Linked DNA regions of Mus musculus: region 1 is linked to region 2. Evidence: chromatin contacts called from public HiChIP or PLAC-seq data. All regions are on one chromosome and are shown on one strand. The core of a region is the stretch at or near the end of the contact, and the rest is flanking DNA. Distances in the headings are between cores, read along the strand shown.

Region 1 (3,322 bases), core at 160-2,659, 180 kb after region 2:
ATGTAGCCTAGTTTGGCCTAGAACCCAGTGTAGTTCACACTGGCCTCAAATATAGAGATCCTCTTGCTTCTGCCTCCCTGAGAGCTGGGATTAAAGGTGTGTGCCACTGTACCCACCGACTTTAACATGTATTGAAAGGCCATCAGGGTGTGAAGCAGGATAAAAGTGAGACAAATAATATTTGTGAAATGTTTACATTCTAGCCAGGAACAAAGTTGAACTCCTGATGATGTAAGGAAGTTGGATTTGGTGGACCTGAAATAAGCCACTTTGAGAGGCAACACCTATCCTGACTTAAGAGCTTTGGTTCTTCTAACGCAGTGTTTGATGTGTTTGTAGCCAGTGAGCCAAAGAAGCCACAAGAACAGGAAGTGTTCAATTTACAACTTTATTAAGAAATTGATAATTAAACAAGTCACACCCTTTCAAGAGTGTCTAGGACTAAGGGAGCCCTTGGGACTTTCCTGAATGGAAGCACTGGAGGGAAGGGAGAGAGGACAGTAAAGACCCAGCGGCCCCACCCAGCATCCCATCCCAAGGCATCCTTCAAGCATCTTTATTAACACTACTTGCTGGGAGAGCTCTGCTCATCCCACATGCTGCTGCTTAGTGGCTGTTTCTCTTCCCCACTATTTCCATCCAACTAAGACACCTCCCAGGAATGCATCCTTTCTCCCTATATTCAGGCCTTCTTAACCTCCATCCCTAACAAATGGCCCTGCATCTTCTAAGCCAGTTACAGTAATCAATTTTGAATGCCTTTTTTCTTTTCTTTTAAAAAGATTTATTATTATATCTAAGTACACAGTAGCTGTCTTCAGACGCACCAGAAGAGGGCGTCAGATCTCATTACGGATGGTTGTGAGCCACCATGTGGTTGCTGGGATTTGAACTCGGGACCTTTGGAACTGCTGAGCCATCTCTCCAGCCTCCCCCACCCCCCCCTTTTTTTTTTAAAGATTTATTATATGTAAGTACACTGTAGCTGTCTTCACACACCCCAGAAGAGGGCATCAGATCTCATTACTGATGGTTGTGAGTCATCATATGGTTGCTGGGATTTGAACTCAGGACCTTCAGAAGAGCAGTTGGCGCTCTTAACCTGCTGAGCCATCTCACCAGCCCCCCCCCCTTTTTCCCTAATTTCCCTCTACTGTTATTCTGTAGCCAGTTCAAGGGACACGAACCTAAGAAAAAGTACTACCAGCTGCCTCAAAGAGGAGCCAGCTGGTTAAGGGTTTTATACATTTCCACTGGCATCCTTTGGATACTTTCTTCCCTCAACACCTCTCCCTCTCCCCAGTGCAACTGTGCAAAGGTCAAAAAGTCAAACTGGGGCTGGGAAACAGCACAGCAGTACAGAGCTCTCAGTGCGCAGACTCAGGGCTCCAGGCAGCAGCCTGCAGGTGTCTTATGTCCCACTTGCCCTGCAGCCCGAGATGACCAACAACTTCCTTCTGAAACCAGCCGCCACCTGTTCTTCCTGCAAGATGCTGGCCATGCGTGAGAGCACCACAGCCTGCCCTCCATCCCCGCCTCCGAGGTTTCACTCCCTCTAACTCCTGCTCTTCTTTTCTGCCTTCACTCCACTCTCCTCCCACCCTGATAAACCTTGTTCTTAGATCTGAAATTCTTTGTCCTTTCTCAAGAATCCTGCCCCTTTATCAGACTTGCTGTTTTATTAATCTCTCCCTCTTGGGTAGATACTCTCAGCTCATGTGAAAATGTTGGAAAATGGCTCTGGAGGTAAAGTGCCTAAGCCTTGGGTTTGATCTCCAGAACCATGTTAAAGATGAAAGACTTGACAGACCTACACACACACATTCTCTCCCCACACCAAGTACTCAAAATGAGGCTGTAACCCCGCTGCAGTATTTACTCCCCACTCTTTGAGCCCAGCCCTTCAACTCACACGGCAGAGAAGCTGCTTGTCAGATGGGTGGGCATGCCGCCACGGCCTAACTCCTCAGCATTCCACTGGGCACACTACTGTCCTTGCACAGCTTGGTCCACTTCTGTGCTCTCACATGACTTGGGCTGCTCCCAGGACACACCCACCAGCCAGTGACTTCTAACAGCTCAATTTTGGTACCCAACAAGTGGCATATGAATCCTGTCACCATCCCTTGCCAGCTAGTCCTCTTCTGGTCGTCTCCAAATTCTAAGTGGCACCGTCAGCCACTCAAAGCTTGGCCCATAAATGAGAAGCATAAATGAGAGGCATTCTTTTTTTTTTTTTTTTTTTTTTTTTTGGTTTTTCAAGACAGGGTTTCTCTTTATAGCCCTGGCTGTCCTGGAACTCACTTTGTAGACCAGGCTGGCCTCGAACTCAGAAATCTGCCTGCCTCTGCCTCCCGAGTGCTGGGATTAAAGGCGTGCGCCACCACGCCCGGCTGAGAAGACATTCTTGATTCCTTCCGCTCTTGCAGGACCAGACTACAGTGCAAACCTTTCTAATCCCTACCTTTTACACAGCGGTCAAATCGTCTATAAAGAACATGAGCACTTCTGCACTGGTAGTCCTAGGACTAGGAAACTGAGGCAGGAGGATCACATGAACACAAAACTTGAGCCCAAGCAATTAAGCACGACTATGATACTGAAGTTTCAAAACAAAAATCCTCCGCAGTGGATTGCTCGTTAGCAATGCTTGCAGCCCTGAGTTCAAATCCCCACCCTACTCCCTTAGACCATAGCTTCTCACTGCAATTAGGACAAATCTAAGAATTCCCTAAGTGGCCTAATCACAGCAGCTCCAGAGAAGCTCGGCAGCCTTCGCTCCCTTTCAGTCTGCTCTACACAGGCGGCTTGGAACGACAAACCCTGCTTCTGAGGTGGCTAGCACAGCTCATGCCTTCGGAGAAACTTACTAGGCAGCAAGGGCTACTCCCAACTCATATGAAACCTCCAGCTTACAGGTTTTCTCCCACTGGCTGTGAATTCCATGAGTTCAGATGTCTTGTTTTAAATTCCACTCACCACTACTTTTAATGATTCTTTCCCTATAAACTAGACTATTTTAGAGAAACCACGGTTTTAAAAGCTTTTGGGCTTTGTGTCCACATGCAAGTGAAAACCTTTTAAGCTACACAGCTATCCTGTCTACTCGGCTTGGCTGGACTTGAAGGCGGGCAGTTACTGGCCTATCTGATTTCTCTCTAGCTCGGTGTCCTATCTTAATCTTTCCTCTTGAGTCACCTTGAATTCTAGGAACAAACAGGACTGATAACATCCCTGTGGCAAGGGCCTCCAGGGGCTGTGGGCCTGCAGGGCTGGGGCTGCCCGGATCCGGGATGAGGTGGCTGCTTGGAGCACAAGCCAC
Region 2 (3,102 bases), core at 95-2,594:
TGTAGGGAGGGGACAGACTGACCAAAGCTGTCTTCTGAGCTCCACGTCCACTTTGTAAGACACACACATGTACGTATACTTGCACAAGCGCGCGCGCGCGCGCGCACACACACACACACACACACACACACACACACACACACACATCAGATACATAGCAAAGACCATCCTTACTTGCTAGGCAGCACTGGTCGCCAAGGTGCTACTCTGTAATGTTGCTAGACAGGATCTGTGTAGCCTTGGCTGTCCTGGAACTTCCTCTGTAGATCAGGCTGGCCTCAAACTCAGAGCTCTGCCTGCCTCTGCCTCTAGAGCTCTGAGATTAAAAAGGCATGTGCCACCACCTCCTGGCCAGAACCTATTTATTTTTGCATAGTAAAAAAGAGTCTGATTTATCCCTCCCTGTGCTAATTTTCATGGTATTCTGAACTCAAAGCTCTCCAGTGGCTTCCATCTCCCTCAGCTTGGAAGTCACTGTGTCAAAGGGTCTCAACCTGAGTCTCAACTCCTTTGGGGAAGGTGTCCAAAGCCCCTTTCACAGGGGTTGCCTACGACCATCAGAAAACATATTTATATTACTATTCATAACAGTAGCAAAAATCACAGTTATGAAGTTGCAACAAAATAACTTTATGGTTGGGGTCACCAGTGTCACAGCATTAGGAAAGTCGAGAATCACTGGAATATGTAGACCAAGCTGGTTTGGAGTGCACAGGAATCTGGCTGCCTCTGCCTCCCGAGTGCTGGTCAGGCGTGTACTAACCCGCCTGGCTAAATACCCTTTTCTAGAGGTTAAGTGGACCGACAACGAACTTTTTGCTTTGCTGTTTGGTTATTCTTTATTTCCAAGTGCACGCATACAGTTTAGTTAGTCGCATCCCGCCCTACTAGACTTAGGAAGAACCCAAATCCTCCCTTTAAGAATATGCCCAGGCCTGGCCCGGAGACTTAAGACCTATAAACCCAGCACTTGGTAATAAGGCAGGGCGGCCAAGAGTTCGAAACTGGCCTGGGCCACATTATGAGACATCCCCGCCCTCCGTACCCCGCCCACCGCCATGTTCCAAACCAAACCAAACCAAACCACGAAACTTCTCCCAAAGTCGTAAAGCGGGAAGCACCCGCTCCTCTCGGCCTCCATTGAACCGCGGCACTCGGGCGGCTTCTGTTCCCGCAGCCAAACGCCTCCCGCTCACCCCAGCCTTAGGTCCTCACCCTTCAGCCGGTCGCCAGTCACCTCCCCGCCCTCCATAGCACGGTGAGGACCTTCGGCCTCAGCCCTAGCCCTAGAACCAGCCTTCCGCATGTCTTCCGTAGTCCGGGCTGAAAACTTGCACGACTTCCGCTCACGACGAGGTCCCACGTCCCACCCTTTCCGGAAGCCTGAGCCAATGTGCTGAGGGTTCTGCCAGAAGCACCGCCCCGCAGCCGTAGAACTTCACGTCTGCGGAGAGGCTGCCAGGCTCAGTGGCATCGGATTTCTTCAGATGCTTGGCCCTGAAGCCAGAACCGCAAGGGTGGCCCCTTTGCCTCCACCCCTCTATCGTAGTCGCCAGAAATAGGACACGTTTGGAGGTTTTAGGTTTTATAAAGTCAGAGCTGCCTGAGCTTCAGGGGTACAGCAACAGCTCAAGGAAGGGTGAAGCTGTCTGTTGGTCCCCACCACCGCGGGTTGGGGAGGGGGTTTCATGCCAACAGCCGAGGCTCCTCTCAGCTCCCGGGCGATGCTCAAGCAGGGAGAGGGTGGTCATGGGGAGAGGGAGGCTCCTGAGGCTCCAACACTGCTGGCTTCTCCCACTCCTGTCCCTTTCCAGCACACACAGCCTGGCTACCCAGCCAGACTGGGGCAGAGCAAAGGCCCAGGAGCGGTGGAGGGAGGTGGATGGGGACAGAGCACCAAGGGAAGGGGCCCTCGGCCCAAGGAGGGAGGGAAATGCCCTCCCCCAAAAAACTCCCCACTGAATTCACAGCACAGAAAACACCTCTAGTCCATCAACTCCACGTGGAGGTATACCGAGTCCAGGGTCCAAAGGGGCAGGCGGGTGAGAAGGGCAGGGGCAATGAAGACAAGAGAGGGCTCAGTAGGGGAGGCAGCATAAACTTCCTAGCCATGGGAGGAGACAATGGGGCGGCTGATATTGCTGTTGGTGGTCATGGCGTTGAGCTCCCACCTGGAAAGGTGAACAATGGGCAGAGAAGACCGGAAGAGGTGGTCTCTATGACAACAAAGCTATGACACAGCACCCTCCAAACTCCCACAGAGGGGTTAATCACCAGACCCCACCTACCACTACAACTCCCACCTCCTCCTACTCAACCACCTCCAGGTTCTCTGGGATTTCCTGTTTATGTTTATACAGACTTCTGAGCCTAAGCATCTGGCTCAGGTGTACCCATTTTAGTAAACACCCCAGGTACCTCTCCTGCTCTGCAGTCTGCAGCCAGCCAGGCAGCACTTCCCCCTCATCCTTACCAGAGCGTCAATCCCTTGTTGCCAATTTCCCTTATTTTAAGGCCCTGATTCAGACCTCCTGTTCTCCCTAAACTTTGGGACCTAAAGATTTTCCCATCCACCCCACCAACTTAAAAGTATGCTTCCCACACCACTTTCATTTTACAAAGACTTAAGTCTTCCTTATACAAGACTCTAAGCCGTGTACTCGGCATTAAGGTATTCGCACCCGTGTTAAATTGGGGCCAGTCTGGGATTCATTCTGTGAATTGGTGATTCTCTGTCACCAAAGGACACAGAGACCTTAACAAGCAAGAATTAGCCGGGTGTGGTGGCACACGCCTTTAATCCCAGCATTTGGAAGGAGAGGCCAGCCAGGTCTATACAGAGAAACCCTGTCTCGGGAAACCAAAAAATAAAAAATAAAACCTGGCTCAAGGAGGCAGGAATGTCTTAGAATGACCAAGAGGAGGCAATGTCTCATGGAGTGACTTTTGGTGCTCAATTTGAACTCAATACGGGCAAGAAATAGGAACCTCTCTCCATTCCTGACCTAAGGGAGTCCAGAAACTCTTCAACCTTCTTTGTAGTCAACCCTGAAATTTAGTCAAAATACATCACGAAAACAAACAAAACTATGTAGGGCAGCA

What was found. HiChIP or PLAC-seq counts read pairs in DNA pulled down with a chosen protein or histone mark.
Region 1: a contact with region 2 is called in an H3K27ac HiChIP or PLAC-seq map of embryonic stem cells, with 6 read pairs. The contact joins the enhancer-like site here to the promoter of Rrp36 in region 2. A contact is called at or near these places in 3 of 39 promoter capture datasets (embryonic stem cells, liver and neutrophils), 1 of 484 Hi-C or Micro-C datasets (embryonic stem cells), 8 of 115 datasets of contacts at active chromatin or transcription factors (bone marrow-derived macrophages, effector CD8 T cells, embryonic stem cells and 4 more) and 3 of 9 other capture datasets (adipose tissue, liver and pancreatic islet).

What each region holds. Positions count from the first base shown.
Region 1 is chr17:46,851,507-46,854,828 of GRCm38.p6, forward strand. It overlaps a transcript of Bicral not described here. Among named protein-coding and RNA genes, the nearest start is that of Bicral, 22 kb to the left of the region's middle. Within about 2 kb of position 1,410, at least 95 of the 459 cell types and tissues checked have an H3K27ac peak or open chromatin away from gene starts, as enhancers often do. A contact at or near this core is called in adipose tissue, embryonic stem cells and heart atrium, where this site is marked.
Region 2 is chr17:46,672,982-46,676,083 of GRCm38.p6, forward strand. It overlaps Rrp36 (ribosomal RNA processing 36 homolog (S. cerevisiae)), which reads right to left and starts at 1,345. Exons shown (of 7, transcript NM_144857.2): 1 at 1,216-1,345. The coding sequence starts at 1,306. It overlaps Klhdc3 (kelch domain containing 3), which reads right to left. Exons shown (of 12, transcript NM_027910.3): 12 at 1,569-2,171. The coding sequence ends at 2,105.